Linked DNA regions of Mus musculus: all the other regions are linked to region 1. A link is a contact called in public Hi-C, HiChIP or PLAC-seq and Micro-C data. All regions are on one chromosome and are shown on one strand. The core of a region is the stretch at or near the end of the contact, and the rest is flanking DNA. Distances in the headings are between cores, read along the strand shown. Region 1 holds the start of Parm1 (prostate androgen-regulated mucin-like protein 1). Region 2 has its middle 26 kb from the start of 1700063O14Rik. Region 3 overlaps Gm36222 (a long non-coding RNA gene). Region 4 has its middle 46 kb from the start of Gm36222.

Region 1 (7,966 bases), core at 3,430-5,929:
AAAGAGAAGGTACATAGTCCTGATGGCTCTCATATGAATCTTTCATTTGCCACTGGTTTCACTGAGAGAATTACATGTTTTTAAAAATGCCACTCTACATTTTTGTAGGTGCCGGGCTCCCCTACCGTACCCTGGAGGGAAAATGACTGTTTTAGAAAGTTGTTTTAGACTGTATGAATACTTGACCAGTATTTTCTTCATAAAAACACAAACACAATTAGACCAGGTCCAGGTCCGAGGTTCAATTAGAGATCTAGCCGTTATTGAGGACTCTGGGTTCTAGAGACAGTCACCCACAGTCATCAGACAACATGACCCATGTAATAGGAATTACCCCCAATGTGTTGCTCTGGGGAGTCTGACCTTTCAGATTTAGCTGACTTGGGCTTTCTAAATACACCATTTGCAAAAATCCTTGTTGAGAACGTTATTTTACTTTAATTGTAACCCCCCCCCCCGCGCCTCCCCCCTCATCACTGTGCTATGTCTGAACTAAGGCATTCTTAACCTTTTTAAATTAGGCATTTAAGTGGCTCAGTTGACTGTCTTCCCAGTTTGCATACTGAGTTTGCTGGAACAGTCAGCCTTAGCACGTTAGTGGCAGTCTGTGATCTGCATAGTTCAAGTGCAAACACATCAGCTCTGCCTTCGGAGGGGGTGACCTGTATGTTCAGTGCTGAATATTGTTATCTTTATTAAGGTTAATAGGAGCGAGGGCTAACATTACCGAGCGTTTTCATGTCCCCAGCGCTGGATGCTTGTAGGTAGGCTCAGGCAGTTAACATTTGCCTCCACCTTACAAGGGGATCCCCTCCCCTAATTTTAAATATAAGGAGGTAACAGGTGGTTAAGGACTTGCCCTGAACAAAGGTAGGTTCTGTAAATAGTCAGGCTGCAGAGTCTACCTGCTTCCCACAAAATCTTTGTGCCACAGGACAACATAAAGAGCTTGTGATTTTCAGGTCTCTTCATAAACAGGAAGATGCCCCGTCTTTCACTGTGACCAGATTTCAGGTGAAAGGGACGCAAGCAACTCTCCCTTGTATCTCTCACAAACCTTCCTGGAAAGGAGGCTCCATTTTCAATATCTTTGTAATACAGCTGCCAAACTGACCCACATGAGGACTTGTGTGGACAAAGAGCATTATCTGACATTAGTCATCCAGAGAAGAGGGCTGATGGATCCAGAACACACACACACACACACACACACACACACACACACACACACACACACACACGAACGCACGCACGCACGCACGCACGCGCACATGCACACGCAGAGACAGAGACAGAGAGAAAGACAGACAGAAAGACAGAGAGAGACAGAGACAGACAGAGAGAGACAGAGACAGACAGAGAGAGACAAAGAGACAGAGAGACAGAGGCAGAGACAGACAGAGACAGAGGCAGAGACAGACAGAGAGACAGAGAGACAGAGATAGAGAGACAGAGAGAGGCAGAGAGAAAGAGACAGAGACACACAGAGAGAGACAGAGAAAGAGAGAGAGAGAGAGATATTACAGACTATACCTCTAGCTCTCCTGGTCTTGTTTACCAGAGGACCAATAAGTGTTTCAGAGTGTCTGGGAATGGGGTGCATTGTTGCCTTCCTGATCCAGGGCTAGGGTAAGCAGTGCAGACCCAGAGCAGGACAAGTCAGACCACTGGCTTCTTATACATAGGGGACTGTTTGTTCTTACATAATGAATTTCTTTTGTTTTCTTAAGTGTGTTAAAAAAAACATTTGAATGTATCTATCTATATACCTCATATATTTAAGCCTTTATTATTATTTTTGGATGGGGTCACCCAGCTTCAAGGGGCAGCCATGACAGTGGAGTGAGCTAAAGCAAATGCAGAGAGGAGCCTTTTGGGACAGAATACTAGTCACATGGCAGTCTCCCGCCTTCCTCCCTGTGTAGATAGTTCTTTGGCCAAACCTTGGAGACTCAGGACTGGACTTTAATTCACATGTGGTACTCCTGTATATCCCAGGTAAGGTAAATCAGGGGACAAATGTTGAGCTGCCTCCTGTCAAGGCTGCAGATAAGGCACGCATATCTTTAAATGCCCATTGTATGCACTGGACGACGACACTATGCATACAAACGAGGATCTGTTAAGCTAAAAATTAAAGCCTTGCTATAACACTGTCTCTGGCCCAATCAACGGTCAGTTTCAGGGGTTTGCTCAACTCTTTCTGAATCTTCTAACGCTGGAGAGAAAAGAAAACAGGGGCGGCAGGGTGGGGGTGGGAGGGGGGCATCCTCTGGTGAATAGCTTGCCATGAGAGCCCCACTACAAGCTGCCAGAACGTGCCTGCTGTTATCCAGAGCCTTCTAGAAAAAAAATATGTCAGCCTGAAAATCCTTTACTTTGGAATGCAGAGACTCTCAGGAGCTATTTATGATAATTTTTACATGATTTTCCAGCCTATTTATGGTAAGCAGCTTTATTAACAAACTGTCCACGGAAATATTCATTCAAATTCACAAACTTCAGAGAAAGCTGCTCTCAGCCTCTTGTCTCCCTGTATGGGACAGCAATGTGCATAAGTAGTGAAAAAGAGGCAGTAAGTCTTCCTCGGCCACAGCAGCCTATGACCCTGATGGCTCTGCTCCCACTTAGAAGCCTGGAGGGCACAGAGCTGGGGCTGCTCAACCAGTCTCTGAAACAGCAGCCACCTGGCTCTGGGGGAGGGGATTGAGCAATGCTTGTCTCTCAGCAGAAAACAGCTGAACAGTAAGACTAGAGAATCAACCAATCAAGCATGCGCCAATCAGTCAATCAATCAATCAATCAATCAATCAGTCAGTCAGCTAGTCAGTAAATCATCTTATTCGAGCTTCTTGTTAGGATTAATCCGTTTTTGCTTTTGATTTGCCAGCTTTTGATTTTGAACAGAGATGTTCAAAAATATTAAGGAAATAAATAAATACATACATAAATACATAAATAAATGGATAAAGGGGCAAAATCAATTCAGCAAACAAAATCTATCCATTAGCCAAGTGCATGTTTTCTAGGCTTCCTGAATGGGTTCCCTTCCGCATCCGTTTGTAAACATCTATCCTTTGAGGACCAGGGAACTACCTTTGGCAGCAATCCAGCTGAGAAGGCTATTGCACTTTCATATCTAAGGGCTCCTCTCTCAAGAGGGCTGCGCCACGGAAGCCGAATGTTCCAGAAAGATCCGCAGGCAGGTCTCCAGACCTTGCAGATCCCGGAGCAGAAAGGTTCTCTCAGACATTAGCATGTAGGGAAAACACCATCAGGCTATTGGCTCAGCTGGGAAACTTTCCCATAAACTGTCTTATCCTCTGAGAGCCCCAGGGAAGCTTCTAGCTTCTTTTCAAGGAGTTGTGACTTTCCTTGAGTGGGGGTGGGGAGGCACATTTACAGGAACCCAGGCAATTCAAGAGGGGAAACACACGGACTAAAGCTTGAATCTCCAATCAGCTTGTACTAGGAGGCTTCGGGGCATTCTTGGATAAACAGACCGGACTACTCTCTTGGGTTACTCTCCCCCGCCCACCCTCAGACCCCGAGTATAGTCCCGAATCCATAGTCCTTATTGGGCTACGTTCTTCCTGGACAAAAACCTAGGTACCCAACTCCAGAAGGTGGTGCCTGGTTTCATCTCTGCAGCCCGCGGGTCGGCTTGGCTTGAATGCCCAAGGTCGTGGTTGCAAGTAGTCCCTAGACCCGGGTGAGATAGATAGACAGACCCGGATGGGGCAAAAGGGGGTGTGTATCCTACTTTTACCCAAGTTACTAGTTTCATACAGAGGGCCACAGTTTTGGAAGGCTCTTGGCCACAGTAGACCTGCAATCTTCAAACAATGATCATAAGCTTGACCCTAACCTGGGCCGCTGCCCCTGTGACTTGTTTGTGCCGCATCATCCCTGAGCCTAAGTAAAAGGGACGCCCGGAGTTCCAGAGACCTCTAAGTCCCAGAGCGCTAACCAGTCGGGTTGAGCGCACTCCATGATGAAGCCCTCCTAGCAGCAGCTTTGTCGGACCCCTGCCTGGCCTCTGTATCCCACGTCCGGACAAACCACTGGCAAGAAGTGATGTCTGGGGCTGTAGCAGGTGCTCCCCGGAGACCCCAGCAAAGGAGAAACCACAGAAACCTTTCCTCTCCGTGCGGAATTCTGTGTTCTAAGGCGCCAGCTAGCCGGCCACCTGTTTCACAGAGAACGAATTTGTGGGGGGCCCAGGATGCCACAGCAAAGACCCAGACGTCCCTCCCTTCCAGGACTGCCAAAACCGCACACCTCAAATCTAAGTGCGCACACCCCTGCAGACCTACCACCCTCCAGTGGTGGCTTATTTCTTGGTGTCGCCCCTCTTCCCATCAGCCGGACCCTGTGCTGCCTCCCCCATGCCCCGCTCTTCCTAGGACCGCGCCAAGTACCTGCGGTGAAGATGCAGAGGGCGATGAGCACCTTGCAGACCATATTACTCTGGTGCTCGGTACCGAGCTGGATGCGACTAGAGAAGAGTTTCCTGGGTCTGACCAAGTGCTTCGGGGCACCGGCAGCTCCTCTTCGGACCGGGTGGGCTACGGGAGGAGCGGGGACGCCAGGCGCGACGAGTCCAGGCAGCTTCGGTGTCTGGCGGCGCAAGGCGAAGTGGAGGTGGCGCGGAGAGTCAGCTGTGTGCCCTGCGGCGCCAGGCGCACTTCTGCTCCATCCCAGCTGCCTGAGCCCAGGGCCCGCCTGCGCCGTCGCCAAACCCCTCCCACCCGGCCCTCCTGCGAGGACAGGGCCACCCCCTGGCCTTCTCTCTCCTGGCGCACAGGTCCCAGGAGTCCCGGCCCAGAGCGGCCTCTGCTGGACAGCGGGAGCTAGACTTGAGCTTTTAGTGGATTCAGCCACAGCTCAGGGAGCTTTGCACTGTCCTGGAAGCTAAGGCAAAACAAAGTGTGAGTGGGTCCCTGCCGTTAGGTCGCTTATGAAAACTCCTTACCCTTAGAGAGGCGACCTCGAGGTCACCTCAGAGAATCAACACATTTCTTTCCAAGTATGGGATGAAGACCTTTTCCCTTCATTTCTGCAAACAGCCTTCTGTGTACATTAAACTCTCACCGCACTTCCTGGTGCCTATTCAACTTCCTAGCCAGAAGAAATACCACTATCAGGTGATATATATGATCCCCAGATAACTGAACCAGCCGTCTGATTAGTTACTATGCTAAAGTTCCTTCTACTAACCCAGAGACATAAACCTTACTATTTCCCAGGTAAGAAATCAAAGGCATTAGAAATTAAGGAATGTGTCATGTTCATATAGTTTGTAAGAATTGTTTGTACATCAGGCCTATGAAAACAATGTAATAATAATAATAAAATAAGTTTTATGTAATAATAATTAGTGCTAATAAACAATAATAACAGATAACAATAATTTCTGAGAAATGGCAATAGGCTATGTGTTGGACAATGTACATTCACATACTACCCAAGTCATTTACTTCCCGTAGTATCCTCATACAGGCAAGTATCCTCATTTTCTGGGTAGGAAGTAACTTTAAGTTTAAGTGCTTGCCCAGGCCTTATAGTTAGGGAAGGGTAATCAGATCTTTTTCACCGGGGGCTCCTTCTCCATATTGAATGCCTCCCCAAAGATCAGGGCTTCTCCAAAGTGGAGTCAGACCTGGCCTTTCATTTCATTCTTTTTGCGCCCCCTGCACCTCAGACATTCATAGTCCTCATACGGGCTGCATGCCACATCCTTCAGCTTGGTGCAGTCTGAACCTGGTGGCCCCTGGTCACTAGAGCTGACAGTTGTAAGAGAAAAGGGACCCTTCCTAAGGCATTGGAACATTTGGTGCCCTCAGCAGCTCTGCAGAACTGTTTTCCTGTCGTTTGGTGTGTCGTCTTCCATCTTGTAACAGGACCCGCTCTCTCTCAGCCTGGGTTCATCACTTTAGCAGCAGCCAGGCCAATTCTCAGCCTCACCTCGCCAGCACCACTCCCAGATCTTGGCAGTACTTTCGCAATAGACTACACTGGGCTCATAATTGTCCTTCTTCTCTATACATGTACTGATTCCTGTCGGTATAGGAAGCAAACGATACTGCAAGCAAAAGCTGAACTGCCTCTCCTGCTTCCCTGGTTAGAAGAACTGGCAGACGCAGAGTCTTAAACACATTCCCGGAAGCCTTCTGGCCTCATGTCCTTCCCGTGTCTAGCCAACCTGTGTGATTAGGAAGCTTGTGGACATCTGGGCTTTGCTTGTCACAGAGTCTGCAACCACACATGGATAGAGCTTGGTAGTGACACTCTTTAAGGCTGGTGCTCTTCTTTTTAATTTTTAAAAAAAAAGTTTATTTAATTTTTTTTATTCCCCTCCCAGCCCACCCTCTGACTGTGCCCCATCCCATACCTCCTCCCCATCCCCCTGTCTCCAGGAGGATGTCACCACCTCCCCCTCCCCTCCACCAGATCTCTAAACTCCCTGGGGCCTCCAGTCTCTTGAGAGTTAGGTGCATACAGTCCTCTGCTGTATACATGTTGGGTCCCTCATATCAGCTCATGTATGCTGCCTAGTTGGTGGTCCAGTGTCTGAGAGATCTCAGGGGTCCAGGTTAGTTGAGACTGCTGGTCTTCCTACAGGGTCGCCCTCCTTCTCAACTTCTTCCAGGCTTTCCCTAATTCAACCATAGGGGTCAGCAGCTTCTGTCCATTGGTTGGATGCAAATATCTGCATCTGACTCTTTTAGCTGCTTGGTGCGCCTTTCAGAGGGCACTCATAATAGGTCCCTTTTTGTGAGCACTCCATAGTCTTAGTAGTGCCAGGCCTTGGGACCTCCCCCTGAGCTGGATCCCATTTTAGGCCTGTCAATGGACCTTCTTTTCCTCAGGCTCCTCTCCATTTCCATCCCTGCAGTTCTTTCAGACAGAAACAATTATGGGTCAGAGTTTTGACTGTGGGATAGCAATTCCATTCTTTACTTGATGGCCAGTCTTTCTGTTGGAGGTGGGCTCTACAAGTTCTCTCTCCCCACTGTCAAGCATTTCATCTAAGGTCACTGGTCTCTTTATACAAACTGATTTAAGTTAGTGACTCTGGCAGATCTAAAGGTTTTTGAAGATGACATTACAGAAAAATTTACCCATTTGAAATACAACAAACTTCTCTCTAGTGTGCAAAGCCTGTGCCCTCTAACCTTGCTGTGGTGATGCTTGGCTGATTCCCACATGCTAACCGGTTATGATTGCCAAGGATTTTAATTGTATTGGAATTGAGCTGAAATAATTTCTTTTATTAAAATCGTTCATTTTGGTGGCTAATTAAAACTTAAATTGATCAATTTAATCAAAGCATGTTTGCTGTTCACTAGACCTTAAGGTTGGCTGTGGAAATAGATTTTTTGTAATATCCGGGGTAGACTAAGTTCTACTGCTGAAACAAGTAAACGATAGGCAGTAACAGGTAATTTATCATCCAAGTTTCCTGCAGCTCCAGGTTACTAAGTCAGGTTAGTGACAGGCTTGTCAGGGACCCTGTGTTATACCAGTATATGAACATCTGCTCACATACTTAGTAAGATGGGGAGGAGAGAAGGGAAAAGATTAGGTGCACCATTTAAACGTTATGCTAAGAAGTGACACTATATTACTTTGTCTATAGCATGGCTCAAAATTCTTTTTTTTTCTTCCAAAGAAAGTTTTATGTGACCCCACATATATAACATAAATCAAACATTTACTAATCATAATCCATGAATATATTTATTAAAAACAATTCTCTGGTTAAATATAGTTTTGCTGTTTGTTATAGATGAAAGCAAGGTAGCATAGAAATGGCACAGGTTTGTAGGCTTAGATTTTTCAAAACCTACTTTAATTATAGTTCTCTAACACTTCAACCACCTCCCTTCCAGCCCACCACCCACCAGAGGTAGAGAAAAAAGAAAGGTTACTAGGAAACAGGGGTTGTGGACCTGTTTAGAAG
Region 2 (7,966 bases), core at 4,088-6,587, 220 kb before region 1:
TTTGAAATTCTCATGTTAGGTCTTTAATAATTAATTTTTGGAAAAATGCAACTTATTTTGCAATAGTGCAATCATTCTATAGGGAGAGATGATGCTTTAAAGAGAGTACTGGGCTACTTGATAATTGGAGCAATGAAGTCCACAGAATTGAACTTTCTCCAGGAATTTCATACTTGGCCAAGTGAGAGGTTGACTTAGAGCAGGAACGTCCCAAGAAGTTTCAGACAGCTCTGGCTACTTGAATAGAGCCTGGAAGATCAGACAGTGATGAGCAGCACTGATTAACTATGCATACCCCTCGTCTTTTCTGAAGCTCATGTCAGTATCCCAAAGATAGACTCAGTGAGTATGATAGTTTGAATAGGTTTGACCCCCCATAGATTCATGTGTTTCAATGTTTTGTCATAGGGTTACCCCTCCACAAACTCTTCATCCAACATCTGCCCTCTCCCTCTTCCCCTTTGCCTCTTTGCCTCTTAGGTGCTTCCCAAACCACCCATCCTCTCCTGCCCCACTTCTCCAGCATCCCCCTACTCTGGGGCATCAAACCTCCAGAAGACCAAGGACCTCTCCTTCCATTGATGTCAGACAAGGCCATCCTCTGCTACATATGTATCTGGAGCCATGGATCCCTCTCAGTATACCCCTTGGTTGGTGGTTTAGTCTCTGGGAGCACTGGGTGGCCTGGCCAGCCAATTTTGTTCTTCCTATGGGGTTGCAATCCCCCTTCACTCCTCTAATCCTTCCACCAGCTCCCCCACCAGGGTTCCCTAGCTCAGCCTGATGGTTGGCTCCAAGCATCCACATCTGCATTGGTTGGTTGCTGGCTGAACCTGCCAAGGAACAGCCACACCAGCTTCCTGTCAGCAAGTGCCTTTTGGCAACAGCAACAGTGTTGGGTTTGGTTTCTGCAGACAGGATGGATCCCCAGATGGGGCGGTCCCGAATGGCCCTTCCTTCAGTCTCTGTTCCATTTTTTTGTCCCTATCTTTCCTTTGGACAGGACCATTTCTGGGTTAAAAATTTTGAGATGTATGGATGGTCTTACCCCTTGACCAGGGACCATGCCTATCTACTGGAGGTGGTCTCTACAGGTTCTATCTCTTCTTCAAGAAAAATTGATTTCTTTACTCTTCTTAAAATTCACACAATATTGGGGAACAAAATGTTTTTTTTTTTTTTTATATTTTACAAGTGAGAAAAATTGACTATTTTAATGACTTAAAATCATTGGTTCCTCTGGATCTATGGAAAGATAAATTTCCCCAGGGTACATTTCGTACTAATTTATCTTTAAAAAATTATCTGGTTGTTGGGGCCTACTTGGCCTTGGTTTGGTCTTTGAGGACAAACCTGAGCCTGGCTTGATTTTCAAGACCTGTCATTCGCTTGAGAATGGCTCATCATGACCTACTGACCTGAATGATACTGCCTCTTCCTAACTACCACTGAAGTATCAATTTCTTATAGGTCCCATAAGATCACTCCACCCCGCCCCCTCGTCACCTCACACCACCCCACACGTCATCTCACCCCATACTTCTATCCCCACCTCCTTGCCCTGTCTATATAAGCAAATTGCTGCCACATTAAAGCAAGTTCCTGCTTTGACAAGACTTCCGGCCTGGTGAGTTAGTCTCTCTTTCTTTCTTTCTTTCTTTCTTTCTTTCTTTCTTTCTTTCTTTCTTTCTTTCTTTCTTTCTTCCTTCCTTCCTTCCTTCCTTCCTTCCTTCCTTCCTTCCTTCCTTTCTTTCTTTCTTTCTTTCTTTCTTTCTTTCTTTCTTTCTTTCTTAGATATTTTCTTTATTTACATTTCAAATGCTATCCTGAAAGTTCCCTATACCCTCCCCCATCCCTGCTCCCCTACCCACCCACTCCCACTTCTTGGCCCTAGCGAGTTTCTTTTGGGCTGTCAACACTCGACATACAGCTCAGCCTTGGACAGACCCAGCTGGACCAGGTTCTCTCCTCTCTCCTGGACCTGCCAGCAAAGAGCCAACATCTGGTGATTTTTCTGTTTAGTCAAAATGGTGGTCTAGCACGTTTTTTTAAAAACCTTCCATTTCATTAAAGAATTTTATGAGAAATTCTGGAATCTGAGGTTGGACAAATTTTCTTTCCTAGAATTCCACAAAGAGGGAGATATATCTTTTATATGACACATTGAAGGGAAGGGGTGTTATGAACAAATGTCCACTCACCCCAAATAGAGAAATCACGATAGATCAAAGCAATGATACCACCACAGTCAAACTCAGTGAACCAATAAGTTTGTTGGTGTTACGTTTACCCAGGGACATAGACAGTTGAAATAGAGCTGCATTCTGAAACTTCATACCAGCATGGGTGGCAACTCATGACAGCTGGTAGTCAGGATCACCCTGCAGGATTTGTAGGCAGCTCCGCAGGATCCGAGAGTCTTCTCTCCTCTGCCATTTTATTTGCTTACATAATGTTGCAGATGGAGAGGCCTATGACTTTGTTAAGTTTCAGGGAATTCCTGAGACTTGTGAGTAGTTTATTCCCCGAGTCTTAATAAGCTTCTCTTTATGACTTGCTGAGTCTTAATGAACAATCCTACTATAAGAGAGAATGTTTTAACTAGGAAGAAATTGCTGCATGGCATTATCTATTTTGGAAAGAATGGCATGTTGATTTTTCTTTAATGGTGTATTCCAAATATAAGTTGAATAAAGGTGTACAATTTTGGTTTTCTTTAAAGTTAGTAAAATAGAACATAATAATGAAATTAACTCATGTTTTTAGGATTAAATGTGCTCTCATTAAACATGTAACATGGCTCTTCCTCTCTCTATACACACTTGTGGAAATGTTTCCTAGGTTATCTTGCCCAGTCCTTGCTCATGGACATTCTCATTACAAATGTAAAGGTTGACACTACTCTGGAGGAGAAAGTGTTGGGGAGCAGTCCAGACCTGTGGTACAGGAAGGAGAGGGGAAGCGCTTGCTCCTAAAATAAAGACCCATGCCAAGATAGGCATCATATTTGCACAGCTCCCTCCCAAGATTTCACACAGAAGGTAGAATATTGTGGGCCTTCTGGACCCTCGGTGACACTGGGGACAGCAGGCAGTAGGGATTGTGACAAGAATGAGAAGGGGCAAGAGAGAATTTTTGAGGAGAGCAGACTTGTGGAACCAGAAGACTGCATGCATTCTCTCTTTTTAGCAGGGGTCAGACTTAGGTAAAGGGTTAGAAACACTAACGAACCTGCAGGATCTTAACCACCTGGCCTCCAGGAGGGGACGCTTCAAGGACAGAGACCTGAAGGTGGAAAGTCCCTCCTTTTGCTGACATGGAGTTCTACCAACCACCGAATATGTTGTAATAGGCCCTGCATTGGGAAAATAATCAATGACCAATGTATATTAAAAAAAGTCAGGATCAGAGAAGTGTTTCTGTACCCAAAACAATCATAAGGACCAGAACTTGGATCCTAGCACTCGTATAATAAGCAAGATGTCCCGTAAATGCCTGTGAACTCCAGCTCTGAGGGTTCACACACTATCTCATCTCCTTCACCTGCACTGGGGCACAGCATAGAGTAAATCTTCCAATAATTGTGACAAGGAACAGAATAATAGGGCCTGCCTGCCTGCCTGCCTGCCTGCCTGCCTGCCTGCCTGCCTGCCTTCCTTCCTTCCTTCCTTCCTTCCTTCCTTCCTTCCTTCCTTCCCTCCCTCCCTCCCTCCCTCCCTCCCTCCCTCCCTCCCTCCCTCCCTCCCTCCCTCCCTCCCTCCCTCCTTTCTTTCTTTCTTTCTTTCTTTCTTTCTTTCTTTCTTTCTTTCTTTCTTTTTTTTTCTGAGACACGGTTTCTCTGTATAGCCCTGGCTGTCCCAGAACTCACTTTGTAGACCAGACTGGCCTCGAACTCAGAAATCCACCTGCCTCTGCCTCCCAAGTGCTGGGATTAAAGGCGCGTGCCACCACGACCTGGCAGGGCCTTTCAAAGGCAGACTAAAATGTTTATTTTTGAGATGTACGTCTCCATTTAAAGACAATCATAGTTTTACGCACACTTTCTACTCTTCCTAGTGTTGATCGAGACTAATATACGTTCCCTTGCATCTGTTTACATTGTAAAGGTGCTTGGCATTCCATGGAAAAGCTTCGTACTTGGAGATGAGGCATGTCGTGTGTGCCATGATGTATACCTGAGGACCTCCACCTGCTACACAGTAGGGCCTGTTACAGCGTATTCTGTGGTTGGTAGAACTCCATGTCAGCAAAAGGAGGGACTTTCCACCTTCAGGTCTCTGTCCTTGAAGCGACCCTTCCTGGAGGCCAGGTGGTTGAGATCCTGAAGAATGTATGATGGGAAATTGGGGTTACATTTTGGTGAACACAGTTCATGGTAACACCGGAAGGTAAATTCCCTGTCTCTGCCTAGGAGGGTCCCATCTCCTTGTTTGCTACCTGGGCTGAGAAGGGGCCTGAAGAAGTGGCGTGCTCATGGGCCATGTTCACATTCTGGATTTCACAGTTTACGGCATAAATCTTCTCTTCCTGGTTTTGAGGGTAGCTGGGGAAGAAAGGGTTAAGAGGGAACGCTACTCTGTGCTGCTGATGGCAGCTCCTAAAAGGAAAGAAACTGGGCTACCTTTGACATAAAGCTCTAACTCTGTGTCCTTCCTCCTTGATGGTTCTGCAGGCTAAGGCTGTGAAGAAGCGAAGATGGGTGCATTCCCCCCGCCTTTCACTGGACAAAACTTATTTCAAGTACTCTATAATAAAAAGTCTAAGGTCACTTTCCTTATTCCGTTTACCTCATTTCCAGATATCCAGGGTAAGGAGCTTGGCTTGAGCCTTTTAATTAATTATTATTATTTTTAAGCCCTGGAAGAGAATCCTCCCTCAGGGACGTCATGACAAGGGAGAGAGAATCAATGACTGACAAGAGCTTCTGTTCTCTGGGTAAATGCCATCTGTGTCGTAACCTGACCCTGACCCTTGGCAGGAGGAATGGACTTTGAATAGACTTTGCTTATAGAAGAGGGAGAGGGCTGATGTATGTACAAGAACAGTGAACAAGAAAATCAAATTCATAGTAGCCTAGCCCAAACCCTTCCTCCTTAGACTCGTGAAATGAGTGTTGCCTTATCTTGAAGAGTAGGGGCTTTGCCTTTCGGATCAGGGGTGGGAGCTATGATACCATCAAACAGAAACAACCAGTCAATACTTACGCCAGTATATTTCTTCTGCAAAGTTTCAACTTTTTAACGTCCTCCTTTCAACACACCGGTGGAATGCAAACAGTGAGATTCCTCAGGCCTTGGCGAGATTCCCATTTGGGTGAGGTTTACTCTTAGACCTGCCGTGTCTGTACAGAGGGACACTAAATCAAGGTCAGAATCAGGTGTGTGACTAGGTGCAGTCGTGCATGCAAAGTTAAACAAGCAACATGCGCTCAACAACAATATAAAACTGAAAAGAAAATCCGATGGGCATAGATACAAGGCTCTGACTGTTCTAACGTTGGGGAGACATTTGCACTTTGGAATTAGCAGGCCTGTTGTACTGATTCCTGCAAGGGCAGTGCTGTTAGGAGGCAGATGTGGTGTGGGAGGGAGGGATTCTGCTCTCAGCTCTCAGCGATGCAAGGCTAGGGCAAGGGGGTTTCTTGTCTTTGAACAGAGGATGTAGGCGTGCGCCTCCTTGGACTAGAAAGATGGATGGTTCAAGGGAAGAGGAGGGAATACTTTCTAATTCTCACTTCCCTTCCATCTTGACTGGATGGTAGACGTTTCAGCCCGGGCACTGAGCCAGCCGCACAGCACTCTTCTGTGATGATATTCACACAGAACACTGAGCTGAGCTGAGCTTAGGTATATACTAAGAGTCACAAATCTCATGGAGGAAATAAAGTGATTTCTTAAATTAGTCCATGTAAAAATGAGATAAGTAAAAATTGTTTTTAACTGGTAGTATATCTACACACACACGTGTGTGTGTATATATATATGTTTCTAGCATCTCTTTAATTATCTTTCTATTGAGCTCTATTATTTTCTTAAAGTAGATTGTTTTTCAGTAGAGGAGATACATTGATATTTATCAAAGAGAAATGTTTCATGAATTAGATGGTAAATAATGTTCAGATTAACTATGTGTGTCTGCAACTGCTATGGAAGCAGATTAATGATCCTCAAGAGAAGAGGAAACATTTTTGTTCAATATGTCTAAGTAGCTAGTGTTAGTTCAAACCTCAGGAGACTGACTTTGAATAGTTTATTTTAGGCATATTTAAGCACAGCACAATTTGGTAAAAATATTCCTGGTAATAATTAACTCAATTCCATGTGCACAATAAAGCCTAAGACATGACTGCATCAAAACTCTTGGTAAAGTAACTATGACACCTTCCATAAAGATGGGTTTTATGCATTGACAAGCTCATGGTAAGAGGCTGGGGGAGGATGTGGTGTGGTCTCAGCCACACAGATAGCACAAAGGACATTGCCATGTCCACATGCATCTTCTGGCACATTACAGTTTATGCATCCTATTCTTTGAATGGACAACCCCGTGTGTTTAACCTTCCTGGTTCCCCTAGTGCTTATCCATGAGCACAAAGACCTCCACGTCCTGTTTTCTATAACCTTTGCTATGTCCAGATGCGTGTGACACATCACAGTGACACAGAAATCCTTTTGTGCATGGGTCCTGCCTTCCTACCCCCAGCAGGATCATCTAGGACTTCCCCATGTTTGTATGAAGCCTGAGCACTGAGTACTGAGCACTGAGCACCGAGCTGAAAGCTGATTTCCTTGATATGATCCCCATGTGGTAGATAGTCATAGCCCCTAAATATTCTGTGTGGCAACTCAGTTGCATTTCTTCTTACTCTACTACATCTCTAATAGTCTCTTTTCTATAATTTTATTTTACTTTAAATGAATGTGCCCTCCCCCCCTTTTGGCAATTACTCATTGTCTTGAATGATCTAATTCAAATGGTGTCAAGGCATACATTTTAAGGAGAGATGGCTCAGAGGTTAAGTGAATTGACTGCTCTTCCAGAGGTCCTGAGTTCAATTCCCAGTAACCACATGGTGGCTCACAACCATCTGTAACAGGATACGATGCCCTCTTCTGGTGTGTCTGAAGACAGCTATAGTGTACTCATATACATAAAACAATAGTAATAATAATAATAATAATAATAATAGCCGGTTCCGGCCTCACGCGCTCTGCTGTGACAACATGAAACTGCTCATCCACAATCTCCTAAGCTCCCATGTGCGGGGCGTGGGCACGCGTGGCTTCCCGCTACGCCTGCAGGCCACTGAGGTCCGCATCAACCCCGTGGAGTTCAACCCGGAGTTCATGGCGCGGATGATCCCCAAAGTGGAGTGGGCGGCGCTTGTGCAGGCAGCGGACACCTTAAACTTGGCTGAGGTACCCAAAGAGCCGACTGAAGGCTATGAGCACGACGAGACATTTTTGAGGAAGATGCACCACGTGTTGCTTGAGGTTGATGTACTGGAGGGCACCCTGCAATGCCCAGAATCTGGTCGTCTTTTCCCCATCAGCCGCGGGATCCCCAATATGCTGTTGAATGATGAGGAGACTGAGACGTAACCTTGCTAGCCGCCACTTTGGTATTTTGTTGACTGTGTGTTTCTGTTGTACGGTCTGTTAAATAGACGTGTCATGTGTGACCCCCAAAGTCCCCCCAGTGACTCGCCGACCACCGTGTACTTGAGCTCCATAGTATTTTTTTCTCATTAAAGGTTCAAAACCAAAATAATAATAATAATAATAATAATAATAAAGTCTTCACTGTCTGATAGGCTTCTACTTTCCTGGTTGTCTGGAATAGATGTGATTGAGTTTTAGGTTCAGAGATGAGGAGAAATGGGAGCGTTGATATTAGGTTCATTCTTTTTCTTTGTTTCCTCAAACTGGCGAGTCTTTAAAAGAGTTCAAGAAGAAAATGCTGTGAA
Region 3 (7,966 bases), core at 1,700-4,199, 200 kb before region 1:
AAAAAAAGTAAACTCAGAGACTGGAGAGATGGTTCAGCTGCTAAGAGCATTGGCTGTTCGTGAGATGCCCTGAGTTTGATTCCCAGCCCCCACACGGCAGCTCACAGACCATCTGTAACCCCAGTTCCTCCATGAGCACTGTATGCTTTAGTGCTAAGACATACATGTAGACAGATCTCTTCTATACATTAGATACATAAATATTTTTTAAGTAAAAAAAAAAATTCCCTTGGGTGATTACAAAAGATGCTTGAGACTCTTCCATTTTCCCTGTCCTCCTAGGGCCAACTCGCTGGGGTGACAGAGGTCTCCAATGAAGCCTTCATCCTGGGTTCTCTTGTTGAATTTGCAACTGCAGCTTTAGGGCAAAAGCCAGTGAAAGAGCAGGCAACGGTTAAAAGCAGAAAAAAGAGATTAATCAAAGTGGTTACATAAGAAAGAAGAGACTGTGGCTCTAGTGACCCAAGTCCATTTTGGGGTACTGACACAACATTTTAGGTTTCAGTAGAGGAAGACCTGGGGCAGGAGAACAAGAAGTACATAGGACTAAGCTGTCCTGGTCAGGGTATCCGCTGTTCTATCATTGGCTCAGCTCCTGTTCTACGAGGAGGTTCAGTGAAATCCTTTATGCTTGAGAAGTTCTCCTATCCAGTGCTACAGCCTCACTCTCAGGGATAATTTCCTATAAGGGGGAAGGGGACTAGATGTTCCTCAAATCCAAGGTAACTGCAGGTTTAAATGTAGCCTTAAATGGCATGAAACTGAGCGATCAACATGCCTACAAGGAGAATCTGACCTAAGGCAGGTACAAAATGCAGGAAGAGATGCCAGGCTGTTACTCTGGCTTCTATTTCCTTCTGGTCTCAAGTGAGGAGTGAGTGCCATTTAGCTAAACAAACAAACAAACAAACAAACAAACAAAAACATAAAAAAAACCCTGTCCCTAAGTACCTGTTATAAATGCATGATGAACAATCCAGACTGTGGGGCCTGTGTGTCTGTGTACCTATGGCAAGGCCTCGGGGTAGGAATGTGAGACACATAAACTAATCCTGAACAGTTTTGGAGATCCTGGATTGTATCACAGGACAGGGCACCAGAACACTTTGGAAAACATTTATAAGTGCTTTGTCTGTAATTGGATGTAAATCTGAGATGTGACACCAGCATATTTTCATTTAGTAGATGTGTCTAAATAAATTGATCCACCTTGTCTAAATTGGTGTGGGTATCTGCACTCATTAGTATTTTTCTGTCTCTTGGTCGATTTTTTTTTTCCCCAAGCCTGGTGTCAGTCCAGGCACACGTTTGTTTCAAATGCGTTTCTGATTGATTTTCTGCCTAACAACTGACAACTTAACTTTTCAGCAGGAGGCCTGAGCTCAGGGCCCTTTTTAATACTTCACAGCAGTAATGCGATCCTGACAGACCCTGGAGGGGAACAATTGGCTTTCTGTGCTGGGAAAGACAGTATAGGATTTGGTTCTCAGACACACGCTGACTTGTTCCATGTGGACTACATTATTGTAAATTGGGGGTAGGGAAGAGGGTAGTTGCTTTTATGAGAAGGCCAGGACTTAATTCTATGATTGATTATTGTCTCATTTGTAATTGGAAGGAGTTCTGTCCCCACTTGAATTTACTGATTTACAGAAGTTCTTAGTGAAAGCTGTCCCATAATCTACTTGGTTCCTTGGGTAATTTTCCAAAAGTCCAATCCATGAACAGTACTGAGCTGTAACAGGCTTCCAGAGGCAGAAAACTGCTTAGTGTCTGTTTTCGTCCTTATGAGTGTCTGCCATGCTTTACACAGCTTTGACTCTATGGTTAATTCTAGGAGGTTTCTCTACCGAGCAATTGTGTTTGGATTGGAATTGACATGTGGGTCATTTCAGAGAGATGGGTAAACCTCTAAGCCAATCAAAAGAATTTCCCTGATATTGATCTCAAATATCAAATCCCCAGCTGTTAGCAAGAGCGTTATCTGCTGTGCTTCTAACTTACCACAGTTCAGGGACCCTTAACTTGATAGTCAGAGCGTCTCTGTAAGTGGCATATGGGATTCCAGTTGCTTTGTCTGTTGATAAATTCACTGTGATATGGATTCTCAGTAGTAGCAGACCCAGGGGCATCTGCACAGTGGTGAGCTCACATTAGCTGGAATCAGTGGGTGTGCATACCGAAGTCTAATATGCCATTTTTGTCGGTTTGCTCAGGCTGTTTTCTTGAGTGGTTTTTCTTGAGTCTAGAAGCTCTCAGTCTCTTCCTTTTTCCCACATTCAAGTATTCTAAAAGCTGCTTACGTTTTCATGTGAAATCCTCCCTAGATACTTTGACCCTTGGAGCCTTTTCTGTTTCTCATCTCTAAATGTATTTACGATTGTATCACTAACTCCATTCATACTATGCTTTCATGTATTTTCCTTATTAATTTGTACACACTGGTTTGCCCTCATTCCTCTACAGATCTATGAGGGCAAGGACATCATCTCATGTCATCCTTACAGCCATTTCTCTTGCCAGCATTTAATCTGGTCCCAAACATCTACAGACAGTAAACACTTCTTTCATAAAACAAAACAAAAGAAAACAAGACACTGCCAAAGCCTTTCAAAACGGCCAGTCTGTATGTAAGCCATTCTCAGTGAACAACATGATTAAGAAATCAACACTTTTGCAGGCTTGCTTGTGCATTCGTGTAGAAAAGGATGGCATAGATAAGGTTAGGGAGAATGATAGCGAATGAATTTCATTTCACGTGGTTGGTTCCATTCACGAAGTCCTTTAGATGAGATATAAGGTAGCGGAGAAAAAGGCAGAAAATCATGAGATATTTCAAAGGAGAGAGTCTGCCATTTGGAATTGGAAGAGGAGAAAGCAGCAGGAGAGTGGGCAAGTATCACAGAGATAGTAACTGCAGGAAGTAGCCACACCTCTGCCACAGAGATAGAAACTGCAGGAAGTAGCCACACCTCTGCCACAGAGATAGAAACTGCAGAAAGTAGCCACACCTCTACCACAGAGATAGAAACTGCAGAAAGTAGCCACACCTCTACCACAGAGATAGAAACTGCAGAAAGTAGCCACACCTCTACCACAGAGATAGAAACTGCAGAAAGTAGCCACACCTCTGCCACCAGATGAACTGAGGGAGGCGGGTCAATGAAAATGTAAATGTGGAGAAGAAGGCATGTGGAGCTGCACGTAGATGTCCAGGGAAAGGCAGTGCTGGTATTATGGGTGCTGGTGTGGTATCTGCGCAGTCAGGGCTGGAGACATTCCAAAGAGACACTTGTTCCTGTCCTTTATGCCACTGGACCATGGAAACAATGGACACCCCCAAATTGACACTTTCCTAGGAACACCATGTTGGGAGACAGGAAAGGAGGGAGCCTTTGTGCTTGTCAAAGAATTGCATTTGTCCCCCCCCCCCAAAGGAATTTCACAGCATATCTGACCACTTAGCAAGAAAGACTAGACGAAAGATGATTCAACAATGAGCAGTCTCCCGTGGCTGGTTCTGTTTGACTTCATGATCCTCTTTCAAACCTAAGCCTTATCTTAGAGCCCCAGATAGACTAGGGGTCAGTAGGCCCCTTTGGTGGTCTCTCCTTTAACATGGCCAATTTCCTTTCCTACTTTTCACTCATACCTCTCACTGGTATATTGAAAGTGTGTGGCTGAGTCGACGTTGCTGGGAATCCCAGAGCTCAGGCCTTTATCCTAAAACTTCAGGTAACACTGAGAGGGCAAGCCTTCCAGCGTCTTGTAGCCCTCACGGGGGAAGGGTATAATTGGGAACCGCCTATCCTGACAAAGTAAAGCAAAGCAAAGTGGATTTGGGCGGACCGCAATAGGGAATATTGCCTTCCTACTTCATGACAGGGAAGGAGGGTGATGATGATGGAAACAAATCCAAAGAGACACAGGTAGGGGACACATAGCTCCTTAGTGTTGGCCAGAACTCAGAAGGCGGAAGTTACATGAGTTTTGCTGAGGTCCAGCCTGGGCAAAAGCCTTAGACCTTTTTATGTTCTGAAGGTAGAATCCCATAGTTGATCGATGGGGCTTCCATCAGTTGTATCGTGCACATGGTCCTTGTTCTCTGGTTTCCAATGTTTGTAGATGTAGGTGCAAAGGCAAACCATCTTGAATGTTATGATAACTTGAAAGCGCTGTGAGTGGTTAAATCAAATGCTCTCCTTCCCTAAAACTAAGGCCCTGTTGACACCCCTAATGGCTGAATCCAGCAGGGAAAGCCACTCATGGATGTATGTGATTGTTTCTTTCTACTGACTCATCTACTTCATATAGACCCCAGAAGGAACTCATTCTCTGTTAACATAAGTTGACAATAAAATAAAAATCTCAACCCTCAAAATGCACATTTTGTGAATATTTAAGTGAGATTGAGCATATTGGGTGTTTCTGGGTGGTAACTCACAGTGAGTAGACAGATATTAATGGACTCTTATGCTCACAGATGATTCCATTTACACAGAACACAGTGCCGACCTCCAGGCACCCTCTGCATCCTCAAGCTGTAGGCTAGTTCTCTTCTTGGAGAAATTACAATGAAGGCCTATGTAGTGCCCATTTTCTACTGTGAAAATTCAGCCTGACTTTCTCCTGCTGTGGAATTGGTCTAATGCAACTTATGTTAATTCGGTCCCCCAAATTATACAGGAATCTGCGCATCTACAGGTAAAACACTGAGAGACCCTGTCCCCAGTTGGTTCTGATTGGTAAGTAAAGTTGGCAGGTGGCCAATGCCTAGGGAGACAGAGGTGGGACTTTTAGGATGCCCAGACAAGCGACAGGGAGAGAGAGAGAGAGAAAGAGAGAGAGAGAGAGAGAGAGAGAGAGAGAGAGAGAGAGAGAGAGAACTGATATGCTGGGAAAGGAGTAACAACCATGCTGAGAAGACAGGACAGAGAGATAGTCCACATGTAAGAGATGGTGAAGAACAGCTCCAGACCCCCCCCCCCCCAAACTGGGTCTAGGACAATAATGATAGAATATAGACTTTAGTAAATAATAACTCAGGGATTATCGGAGGGGAGGTGTTAGCTATGTGGAGGTTTGGGAGAGGCCCAACCATTGAGCTATTTAAGACGTATTAAAATATAAGGGTGTGTGTGTGTGTGTGTGTGTGTGTGTGTGTGTCTTTCATTCAGGAACTCAGAACATTGGGGCAGGTAGCCAGAAATGCACCGCCACCACTGCTGGGCCAATTTGAACAAGATTACTTGACAATGGCAACATTCTCCTCTTTCCCTCATGGTTGATTTTATTTTATTTTATTTTTTTTTATTTTTCTGTTTCTTTGAGACAAGGTCTCCTTACTATAGCCCAGACTGTCCTGAAACTCATCGTGTAGTCTAAGCTGGCCCTGAACTCACAGAGATATACCTGCCTCCCAGGTGTGTGTGTCTCTATACTCAGGCCAGGGTTGAAATGTTGATGTAATGTTCCGACTGACTGTCAGTGAAAGTCATGGATAGAACACTATTTCCTTCCACAGATTGAATTATTTAGCTCCTGTAACTGCAAACATGTATGTTTTTATTGTTTGTCGTTTTGTATCTAGGAAAGCTGAAACAGAGCAGTCAAACAGAGCTTGCCAAGTGAAATGGCAGACTCAAGCCCAGCCTTAGAATCTGTGTACACAACACTGCAAAACTGTGTGTGCAAGACTGACACATGGGACCCTGTGTGCTAACACAAATCAGCTGTGAGCAGAGCGAGCGGGTGTTACAACAGTACTGCCAAAACCTATCAGTTATGTGGTGACTTCAATGAGAACATCTCCCACTGACTCAGGTGTCTGAATACTTGGTCCGTCTTTGGTTTAAGTTTATGAGGTATGGCCTTGTTGGAGGAAGTACATCATTGGGGGTGGGCTTTATGGCTCTCAGCTTCCTGCCCCAGCCACCATGTCTGCTGCCTGCTGCCTCTACTCTGCATCAAGAGCTCTTATCCCTCTGGAACCTTAAACCCAAGTAAATCCTTTCTTCTGTAAGTGGTTTTTATCTTGGTGTTTTGTCTCAGGAGCAGATAAATACCAGCACACATTCCTTCCTAGGAATGTTCAGTGTGTTTACATTTCAGGTGCCCTGTAAGGTACGAAGACTGTTGTTACCTCTTGGGATTCTCACTTTAAGATCTCTCTCTCTCTCTCTCTCTCTCTCTCTCTCTCTCTCTCTCTCACACACACACACACACACACACACACACACACACACACACACTCTGATGGAGGGTTAAGAATCCATCTGTGCTGGAGTTTTATAACCTATAACCAATATCTGGCTTCTCCATGCTCTTTTCCTATAGGCTATCCTAGACTAAATTATGACATGATCCTTTCTAATACAATAACCCCAAAAGAATATAGAAGTCAGATATTCCCTTTTGTTTTGGTTTTTCTTTTGAAGGATTTCCTGCCCATCATCCTGTCTGTGACAGCCCAGTAGCCCAGGCTGGCTGGGAACTCACAGAGGTTGGCCTGCCCCTGCCTCCCACTTGCTGAACTTAAAGGCATGCACCACCACATCTGGGCATCCAGGTGTTAAAGGGGAAGCTCTTTCATTAAGGCTCCAAGCATGCTACTCCTTTCCAATGTTCTTCCACTTTGAGGCCTACTAAGAACTAAGGCCTCCCATGGTCAAGATCCCCTGTCTCCTGATAAAGCTTCATTCTGAAGGGTAATTTTGTATTTGCACCTTTCCTGAATGAAGCAGCCCATCGATCAGCACCGACTCTTCTCTCTGCATCAGTCATCATATGCCTAGGGATAAAGAGAAGGAGTTGGAGAACATGAAGGGTTAACTGCACTGTTTAAGTGGGTCTGTGCTAGGTACTCTGAGATCATGCCAGCTAGATCGCATCAGAGCCAGTTTTTAGGACAGAGGTTTAGTGTCGCAGAAACACCAGCCACATGCTCTGTTCATTGACAAAGCTGACAACTGGGGCCATAGATATTTAAGCTGACTTTCTAGCCACTGTCAACACGTTGTATTTCTTTAGTAATTATTCAGGGATACTGAATATTTCAGATCTTAAGAAACAATCCAGAAATGAAGTCTTTGTTCTTATTTAGCTTTGAATTTGTTTCTTGGTCATGGCACAGGCTGCAGCCGTAACTCTCGCCAGAGCCCCTGGCTCCTCTCCTTGGCTCCTTAGTCTCGCTCTATCATTCCTTTGCTGGTCTTACTAACTCAGGTTTCATTTACAACATTACCTATTCGAGTTGTGGACATCATTGACTTGGATTTTCAAATCACATTTCCTGCAACTCTGCTCAAGGCAATCTTATTTTCCAGCAGAACAATCATGCATTTTCAGAGAGCGGTCATAAATATTGAAGAGTTAGCTGCTGGCCAATTTAAAGGAGAAAGGGGTGGAGGAGGCTCCTTCAGATTTCTTTCTGATTTCATTGTGGCTGAGTAAGCTGTTTGGAAAAGGTCACAACTGAAAACAGGATCAGGAAGAGTGCTAAGGGGGAGTATCTGCAGGTGTGCTTGTACATGTGTGTGTACATGTGCGTGTGCTCATGTGTGTGCATATGTGTGTGTATGTGCATATTTCTTCAAGTGTAAGAGAAATGGTAAATGAAAAGATGAGAACAAGGACAACAGAGAACTTTCCCCTAATACTGTCCAGTTGTTCTGTGACAGGTCTACCAATTAGCCAAGGGGGGATTGAGTCTTTCTCTACTTGGCTTTTTGGTCATTTGTGTTTTTCTTATAGCCACAAACAAGCTCTTACATACAAAGTTATAATATATATATTATATATTATATATATATATATATATATATATAATAAGACCATTGTAAAACATATGAATCCATTATAGTACTTAAAAAAAATGAAGTGGGACTCATTAATACATGTATAATAGCCATGCCAATCCATTTTTTTTACATTCAAACTTACTTTTTCCCCATATCACCATGGGCTA
Region 4 (7,966 bases), core at 2,596-5,095, 140 kb before region 1:
AGGACTTGGACTTAGGGCTTTCTGCTCTGTTCCCACCCCACTTTTCTCTTTTTAAGGCAAGAGCACTTAGATTGCCCAGGTTGGCTTTGAACTCACTCTGTAGTCCAGGCAAGCCTTGAACTTGTACTGCCTTCTGCCTTTGCCGATCAGCTGGCTGGGATTATAGACCTGTGACATAAAGCCTGGCTTAATTTTCATTATAGATACACTGTAACAGCTCAGTGTCATTCCACTGCAATGCTTTTCTTTTGAAACAGTTTTGTTTGCTTGTCTTTCTGCAGCAAATCACTGTATTATGAATGTGCCTCCACATCTCAGTTTCCACTCTTAATGTATCTAAGATTGACATAGGCTTGTCTCCTAGGAGGTGCCGTGAGGACCTGTGTGCACATCTTTAAGGCTTTTCATGTGTGTATGAGTCTCTGGGGAGACTGGGGAACATTCTTCTTACCGCAAGGCTTGGCTGAATTCATTTTTATTTCTTTGATCAGTACAAAAATTGAATTTCTGTGTGCTTTTTAAAATTTATTTTGTGAATTCTCATTTTTGAGAATTGGCCCATTTTCATTAGTGTCGATTAATTAAAAGTCTTGTTAAAAGTTTAATATGTTAAGAATCTAAACACCAATCAATACACTTCAAATATGTAGCTAAGAAGTTAATTGCTTGTTTTTTAAGCTGTGTGACTTTTTTAAAATATAGAAAATTAGTCACTTATTTTATCATCAACATCATCACTGGTACTAAAATGTGAACTCAGTTCTTCATGCTTGTCCAGTAAGCAATCTTAGCCTCCTTTCATCCATTATAACATCTTTTTTTTATTAGGTATTTATTTCATTTACATTTCCAATGCTATCCCAAAAGTCCCCCACACACTCCCCCACCTACTCCTCCACCCACCCACTCCCACTTCTTGGCCCTGGTGTTCCCCTGTACTGAGGCAGATAAAGTTTGCATGACCAATGGGCCTCTCTTTCCACTGATGGCCAACTAGGCCATCTTCTGATACATAGGCAGCTAGAGACACGAGCTCCAGGGGTACTGGTTAGTTCATATTATTATTCCACCTATAGGGTTGCAGAACCCTTTAGTTCCTTGAGTACTTTCTCTAGCTCCTCCATTGGGGGCCCTGTGATCTATCCAATAGCTGACTGTGAGCATCCACTTCTGTGTTTGCTAGGCCCCGGCATAGTCTCACAAGAGACAGCTATATCAGGGTTCTTTCAGCAAAATCTTGCTAGTGTATGCAATGGTGTCAGCGTTTGGAGGCTGATTATGGGATGGATCCCTGGATATGGCAGTCTCTAGATGGTTCATCCTTTCGTCTCAGCTCCAAACTGTGTCTCTATAACTCCTTCCATGGGTGTTTTGTTCACAATTCTAAGAACGGGCAAAGTGTCCACACTTTGGTCTTCATTCTTCTTGAGTTTCATGTGTTTAGCAAATTGTATCTTATATCTTGGGTATTCTAAGTTTCTGGGCTAATATCCACTCATCAGTGAGTACATATTGTGTGAGTTCTTTTGTGATTGGGTTACCTCACTCAGGATGATGCCCTCCAGGTCCATCCATTTGGCTAGGAATTTCATAAATTCATTCTTTTTAATAGCTGAGTAGTACTCCATTGTGTAGATGTACCACATTTTCTGTATCCATTCCTCTGTTGAGGGGCATCTGGGTTCTTTCCAGCTTCTGGCTATTATAAATAAGGCTGCTATGAACATAGTGGAGCATGTGTCCTTCTTACCGGTTGGAACATCTTCTGGATATATGCCCAGGAGAGGTATTGCAGAATCCTCTGGTAGTACTATGTCCAATTTTCTGAGGAACTGCCAGGCTGATTTCCAGAGTGGTTGTACAAGCCTGCAATCCCACCAACAATGGAGGAGTATTCCTCTTTCTCCACATCCATGCCAGCATCTGCTGTCACCTGAATTTTTGATCTTAGCCATTCTGACTGGTGTGAGGTGGAATCTCAGGGTTGTTTTGATTTTCATTTCCCTGATGAATAAGGATGTTGAACATTTTTTTTCAGGTGCTTCTCAGCCATTCAGTATTCCTCAGGTGAGAATTCTTTGTTTAGCTCTGAGCCCCATTTTTTAATGGGGTTATTTGATTTTCTGGAGTCCACCTTCTTGAATTCTTTTAATATATTGGATATTAGTCCCCTATCTGATTTAGGATAGGTAAAGATCCTTTCCCAATCTGTTGGTGACCTTTTTGTCTTATTGACTGTGTCTTTTGCCTTGCAGAAGCTTTGCAATTTTATGGGGTCCCATTTGTCTATTCTCGATCTTACAGCACAAGCCGTTGCTGTTCTATTCAGGAAGTTTTCCTCTGTACTCATATCTTCGAGGCTTTTCCCTACTTTCTCCTCTACAAGTTTCAGTGTCTCTGGTATTATGTGGATAGTCATTTATTTTTGTGTGGGGGCTATGGTATTTATATGTGTATATGTCTTTGTGTGTGCCTGTGTTGGGGGTGTACATGCATGCATGTGTGCGTGTGTAGGTCAGCAGTCCATGTTGCATGTCTTACTTAGTTATTCTTGCCTCCCCTTCTTCTCCCCCTGCAAGGCATGGCCTCTTAGTAAACCCAGAACTCACTTTTTGGCTAGACTAGTTGGCCAGTGAGGTCTGGGGATTTGCCTGCTTCTGCTTCTGCCTCTGCCTTTGCCTGACTTTTTTACATGGGTCCTGCAGATCTGAACTTGGGTCTTCTTACTTGCACAGGAAGGACTTTGACAACTCAGCCACATCTCCAGCCCCTCAGCTTAGTCCTTCTTATGATGTTAGTCACTGATAGTTTTTTCCATGTGTTCCTTACTCACTTGGTATTTGTTGGGGTTCAGGAATCACCACATAAGCCATATAAACACTGAATTCAGTTAAGCAAGAATAGTTTATTGAACACATACCCTACTACTGGTCAGACTAGGGACATAGTTTAGAGTTATCCACAAAACTCACCACAAATGCACATACAGGTTCAGGAAGTGCTGCCCAGTGGTCAGCTCTGAGTCAAGATATTTTAGACATAACAGTTCATATTGACCTTTGATTTGATGGGTCCTACATAAAGCTTTATTTTAAGAAATTATGCAGTTCCTTAAGATTAGCAAACCTCATACAGAACATTCAGAACAAAACAGGGTGCGTGGTCAGCATGTTTACTCTGAGCCAAGTCACCTCTCTGTGTCAATGACTGGCAGGCCTGTTACAGCAACAATATGGAATAGCTGGCAGGCATGGGACAAAATGGCTACAGCTATGCTGGGGGGAGGGGCAGTCAGATTATAATAGTGTTTATACTTAGAACAACTGCTGGCTTGAAATTGGATATTTTTACTCTCTCATGGTTTTCTTTTTTCTTTCTAAGCTTTTAATTTTTTTTGTTTTGTTTCTACTTTCTCAGAAAACAACCCTCCTTGATTTTGAATGTGCCAATGGCAATATCTCTCTCTACAGAGACTCTGTTCCTCTAATCTGGCTGCTACTTAATTGCCACAGGTGGGCATGTGTCCTAAGGGATTGAGAAAATATGTTTAACATTCATAGATGGCAGAGGAAGCCAGAAGTCAGAAGAGGAGCAAACATAAAGTCAGAACATCTCTTGATCTTTCTCTTTGTTTTTGTTTTTGTTTTTGTTTTTGTTTTTGTTTTGTTTTGTTTTGTTTTGTGACAGGATTTCTCATACCCCTGGAGTCTGGAAAGTTGGGTCTGGGTACCAGCATTTGGTATGATTGGGACATTTTTATTGTGTCTTCATGCTTAGAAGGTAACCCCGTGCTGTGTGAAGTCTCTTTTAAAAGTACTTTGACCTCATTATTGGGCTGCTTTCTGGGTTAGTCACTTCCTAAAGCTGCCACATCTTTCTTTTTTTCTTTATTTACATTTCAAATGTTATCCCCTATCCTAGTTTCCTCCTCCAAAGACCCCCTATCCCTTCCCTCCTCTCCCTGCTCACCAACCCACCCACTCCCGCTTCCTGGCCCTGGCATTCCACTATACTGGGGCATAGAACCATTACAGGACCAAGGGCCTCTCCTCCCATTGATGACCTACTAGGCTATCCTCTGCTACATATGCAGCTGGAGCCATGAGTCCCACCAAGTGTTTTCTTTGATTGGTGGTTTAGTGCCAGGGAGCTCTGGGGTTACTGGTTAGATCATATTGTTCCTCCTAGGGGGCTGCAAACTCCTTCAGCTCCTTGGGTACTTTCTTTAGCTCCTTTATTGGGGACCCTGTGCTTCGTCCAATGGATGGCTGTGAGCATCCACTTCTGTATTTGTCAGGTACTGCCAGAGCCTCTCAGGAGACAGCTATATCAGGCTCCTGTCAGCAAGCTCTTGTTGGCATCCACAATAGTGTCTGGTTTTGGTGTTTGTTTATAGGATGGATCCCCAGGTGGGACAGTCTCTGGATAGTCATTTCTTCAATCTCTGCTCCACACTTTGTCTCTGTAATTCCTTCCATGGGTATTTTGTTCCCCCTTCTAAGAAGAATTGAAGTATACACACTTTGGTCTTTCTTCTTCTTGAGTTTCATGTGTTTTGCAAATTGTATCTTTGATATGCTGAGTTTATGGTCTAATATCCACTTATCAGTGAGTGCATAAACATGTGTGTTATTTTGTGATTGGGTTACCTCACTCAGGATGATATCCTCCAGATATATCCACTTGTCTAAGAATTTCATAAATTCATTGCTTTAAATAGCTGCATAGTACTCCACTGTGTACTACATTTTCTGTATCCTTTCCTTTATTGAGGGACATCTGGGTTCTTTCCAGCTCCTGGCTATTATAAATAAAGCTGCTATGAACGTAGTGGAGCATGTGTCCTTATTACAAGTTGGAGCATCTTCTGGTTATATGCCCAGGAGAGGTATTGCGGGATCCTCAGGTAGTACTATGTTTAATTTAATGAGGAACTGCCAAACTGATTTCCAGAGTGGTTGTACTAGCTTGCAATCCCACCAGCAATGGAGGAGTGTTCCTCTTTCTCCACATCCTCGCCAGCATCTGCTGTCACCTGAGTTTTTGATCTCAGCCATTCTGACTGGTGTGAGGTGGAATCTCAGGGTTGTTTTGATTTTCATTTCCCTGATGAATAAGGATGTTGAACATTTTTTTAGGTGCTTCTCAGCCATTTGGTATTACTCAGTTGAGAATTTTTTGTTTAGTTCTGTACCCCATTTTTCAATAGGTTATTTGGTTTTCTGGAGTCTAATTTCTTGGGTTCTTTGTATATATTGGATCTTAGCCCTCTATTGAATTTAGGATTGGTAAAGATCTTTTCCCAATCTGTTGGTTGGTCTTATTGACAGTGTCCTTTGCCTTACAGAAGCTTTGCAATTTTATGAGGTTTACTTGTTAATTCTTGATCTTACAGAACAAGCCACTGGTGTTCTGTTCAGGAATTGACCCCCCTGTGACCATATGTTTGATGCTCTTCCCCACTTTTTCCTCTAAGTTTCAGTGTTTCTGGTTTTTTGTGGAGGTCTTTGATCCACTTGGACTTGAGCTTTGTACAAGGAGATAAGAATGGATCAATTCAAATTATTCTATATGCTGACCACCACTTGAGCCAGTGTCATTTGATGAAAATGGTGTCATTTTTCCACTGGATGGTTTTTAGCTCCTTTATCAAAGATTAAGTGACCATAGGTGTGTGGGTTCATTTCTGGGTCTTCAATTCTATTCCATTGATCTACCTGTCTGTCATTGTACCAGTACCAAGCAATTTTTATCACAATTGCTCTGTAGTACAGCTTGAGGTCAGGGATGGTGACTCCACCGGAGGTTCTTTTATTGTTGAGAAGAGTTTTTGTTATCCTAGGTTTTTTGTTATTCCATATGAATTTGCAAATTGCCCTTTCTAACTCAGTGAAGAATTGAGTTGGAATTTTGATGGGGATTGCATTGAATCTATAGATTGCTTTTGGCAAGATAGCCATTTTATTAATTAATTATATTATTATAATTATAAATTATAATATAAATTAATTAATTAATTAATCCTATATTATGATCCATGGGCATGGGAGATCTTTCCATCTTCTGAGATCTTCTTCAATTTTTTCTTCAGAGACTTGAAGTTCTTATCATACAGATCTTTTACTTCCTTAGAGTCACAGCAAGGTATTTTATATAATTTGTGACTATTGTGAAGGGCGTTGTTTCTCTAATTTCTTTCTCAGTCTGTTTCTCCTTTGTGTAGAGAAAGGTCATTGATTTGCTTGAGTTAATTTTATATCCAGCTACTTCACTGAAGCTGTTTATCAGGTTTAGGAGTTCTCTGGTGGAATTTTTAGGGTCACCTTTATATACTATCATATCATCTGCAACTTGTGATATTTTGACTTCTTCCTTGCCAATTTATATCCCTTTGATCTCCTTTTGTTGTCTAATTGCTCTACTAGGACTTGAAGTATTATATTGAAAGGTAGGGAGAGAGTGGACAGCCTTGTCTAGTCCCTGATTTTAGTGGGATTGATTCAATTTTGTCTTCATTTAGTTTGATGTTGGCTACTGGTTTGCTGTATGTTGCTTTTATTATGTTTAGGTATGGGCCTTGAATTCCAGATCTTTCCAAGACTTTTTATTATGAATGGGTGTTGGATCTTGTCAAATGTTTTCTCAGCATCTAATGAGATGATCTTGTGGTTATTGTCTTTGAGTTTGTTTATATAGTGGATTACGTTGATGGATTTCCATATATTAAACCATCCCTGCATCCCTGGGGTGAAGCCTACTTGATCATGATGGATGATCATTTTGATATGTTCTTGAATTCGGTTTGTAAGAATTTTATTGAGTATTTTTGCATCGATATTCATAAGGGGAATTGGCCTGAAGTTCTCTTTCTTTGTTGGGTCTTTGTGTGGTCTAGGTATTGGAGTAATTGTGGCTCATAGAACAAATTGGATAGAGTACCTTCTGTTTCTATTTTGTGGAATAGTTTAATGAGTATTGATATTAGGTATTCTTTGAAGGTCTGATAGAACTTTGCTCTAAATCCATCTGGTCCTAGGCTTTTTTTTTTTTTTTTTTTGGTTGGGAGACTATTAATGACTGTTTCTATTTCTTAAGCGTATATGGAACTGTTTAGATAGTTAATCTGATCTTGATTTAACTTTGGTACCTGGTATCTGTCTAGAAATTTGTCCATTTCATCCAGGTTTCCCAGTTTTGTTGAGTATAGGCTTTTGTAGTAGGATCTGATATATATATATATTTTTGATTTCCTCGGATTCTGTTGTTATGTCTCCCTTTTCATTTCTGATTTTGATAACTAGGATACTGTCCCTGTTTCCTCTAGTAAGTATGGCTAAGGGTTTATCTATTTTGTTGATCTTATCAAAGAACCAGCTCCTTGTTTGGTTGATTCTTTGTATAGTTCTTTTTATTTCCATTTGGTTGATTTCAGCCCCGAGTTTGATTATTTCCTGCTGTCTATTCCTATTGGGTGAATTTGCTTCCTTTTGCTCTAGAGCTTTTAGGTGTGCTGTCAAGCTGCTAGTATATGCTCTCTCCAGTTTCTTTTTGGAGGCACTCAAAGCTATAAGTTTTCCTCTTAGGACTGATTTCACTGTGTCACATAAGTTTGGGTATGTTGTGGCTTCATTTTCATTAATCACTAAAATGTCTTTAATTTCTTTCTTTATTTCTTCCTTTACCAACTTATCATTGAGTATAGTGTTGTTCAGCTTCCACGTGTATGTGTGTATGTGGGCTTTCTATTCTTTATGTTGTGATTGAAGATCGAAAGCTTCCACATCTTAATACGATCACTTGACATTTGAATTTGGGCAGTTCCACGAACTGCAGCCCAGAAAGGCTGACATGATGGATTGACATCATCAGGATAGACTGATGTCACTGGCACATCCAAAGCCACACAGCTGAAATCCCCCCAGAGAGCACTCTTGTGGCCCACCTAGTCAGGAGATACATTCAAACC

The links. A called contact is a pair of places that touch in the nucleus more often than the background predicts. HiChIP or PLAC-seq counts read pairs in DNA pulled down with a chosen protein or histone mark.
Region 2: a contact with region 1 is called in a Hi-C map of uterus, with 2.8 times the contacts expected there. The contact joins the enhancer-like site here to the promoter of Parm1 in region 1. A contact is called at or near these places in 11 of 39 promoter capture datasets (the 3T3-L1 cell line, the HPC-7 cell line, HPC-7-derived erythroid cells and 7 more), 5 of 484 Hi-C or Micro-C datasets (the G1E-ER4 cell line, the HL-1 cell line, epidermal suprabasal cells and 1 more), 4 of 115 datasets of contacts at active chromatin or transcription factors (embryonic stem cells, extraembryonic endoderm stem cells, pancreatic cancer cells and 1 more) and 4 of 9 other capture datasets (adipose tissue, embryonic stem cells, macrophages and 1 more).
Region 3: a Micro-C map of the G1E-ER4 cell line shows a contact between it and region 1. The contact joins the enhancer-like site here to the promoter of Parm1 in region 1. A contact is called at or near these places in 6 of 39 promoter capture datasets (the HPC-7 cell line, embryonic stem cells, liver and 2 more), 9 of 484 Hi-C or Micro-C datasets (the G1E-ER4 cell line, cerebral cortex, cranial neural crest and 4 more), 7 of 115 datasets of contacts at active chromatin or transcription factors (embryonic stem cells, extraembryonic endoderm stem cells, pancreatic cancer cells and 1 more) and 3 of 9 other capture datasets (adipose tissue, embryonic stem cells and liver).
Region 4: a contact with region 1 is called in an HNF4G HiChIP or PLAC-seq map of pancreatic cancer cells. The contact joins the enhancer-like site here to the promoter of Parm1 in region 1. A contact is called at or near these places in 4 of 39 promoter capture datasets (the 3T3-L1 cell line, 3T3-L1-derived adipocytes, embryonic stem cells and 1 more), 5 of 484 Hi-C or Micro-C datasets (cerebral cortex, cortical neurons, epidermal suprabasal cells and 2 more), 3 of 115 datasets of contacts at active chromatin or transcription factors (VIP interneurons, embryonic stem cells and pancreatic cancer cells) and 3 of 9 other capture datasets (adipose tissue, embryonic stem cells and liver).

Annotation. Positions count from the first base shown.
Region 1 is chr5:91,514,413-91,522,378 of GRCm38.p6, reverse strand. It overlaps Parm1 (prostate androgen-regulated mucin-like protein 1), which reads right to left and starts at 4,679. Exons shown (of 4, transcript NM_145562.2): 1 at 4,422-4,679. The coding sequence starts at 4,464.
Region 2 is chr5:91,737,337-91,745,302 of GRCm38.p6, reverse strand. It overlaps the pseudogene Trmt112-ps1. Among named protein-coding and RNA genes, the nearest start is that of 1700063O14Rik, 26 kb to the left of the region's middle. Within about 2 kb of position 5,337, at least 43 of the 459 cell types and tissues checked have an H3K27ac peak or open chromatin away from gene starts, as enhancers often do. A contact at or near this core is called in uterus, where this site is marked.
Region 3 is chr5:91,716,669-91,724,634 of GRCm38.p6, reverse strand. Gm36222 (a long non-coding RNA gene) reads right to left here. Exons shown (of 5, transcript XR_389330.3): 3 at 6,726-6,790. Among named protein-coding and RNA genes, the nearest start is that of Gm36222, 12 kb to the right of the region's middle. Within about 2 kb of position 2,949, at least 20 of the 459 cell types and tissues checked have an H3K27ac peak or open chromatin away from gene starts, as enhancers often do. A contact at or near this core is called in the G1E-ER4 cell line, extraembryonic endoderm stem cells and trophoblast stem cells, where this site is marked.
Region 4 is chr5:91,658,185-91,666,150 of GRCm38.p6, reverse strand. No RefSeq gene overlaps it. Among named protein-coding and RNA genes, the nearest start is that of Gm36222, 46 kb to the left of the region's middle. Within about 2 kb of position 3,845, at least 2 of the 459 cell types and tissues checked have an H3K27ac peak or open chromatin away from gene starts, as enhancers often do. A contact at or near this core is called in pancreatic cancer cells, where this site is marked.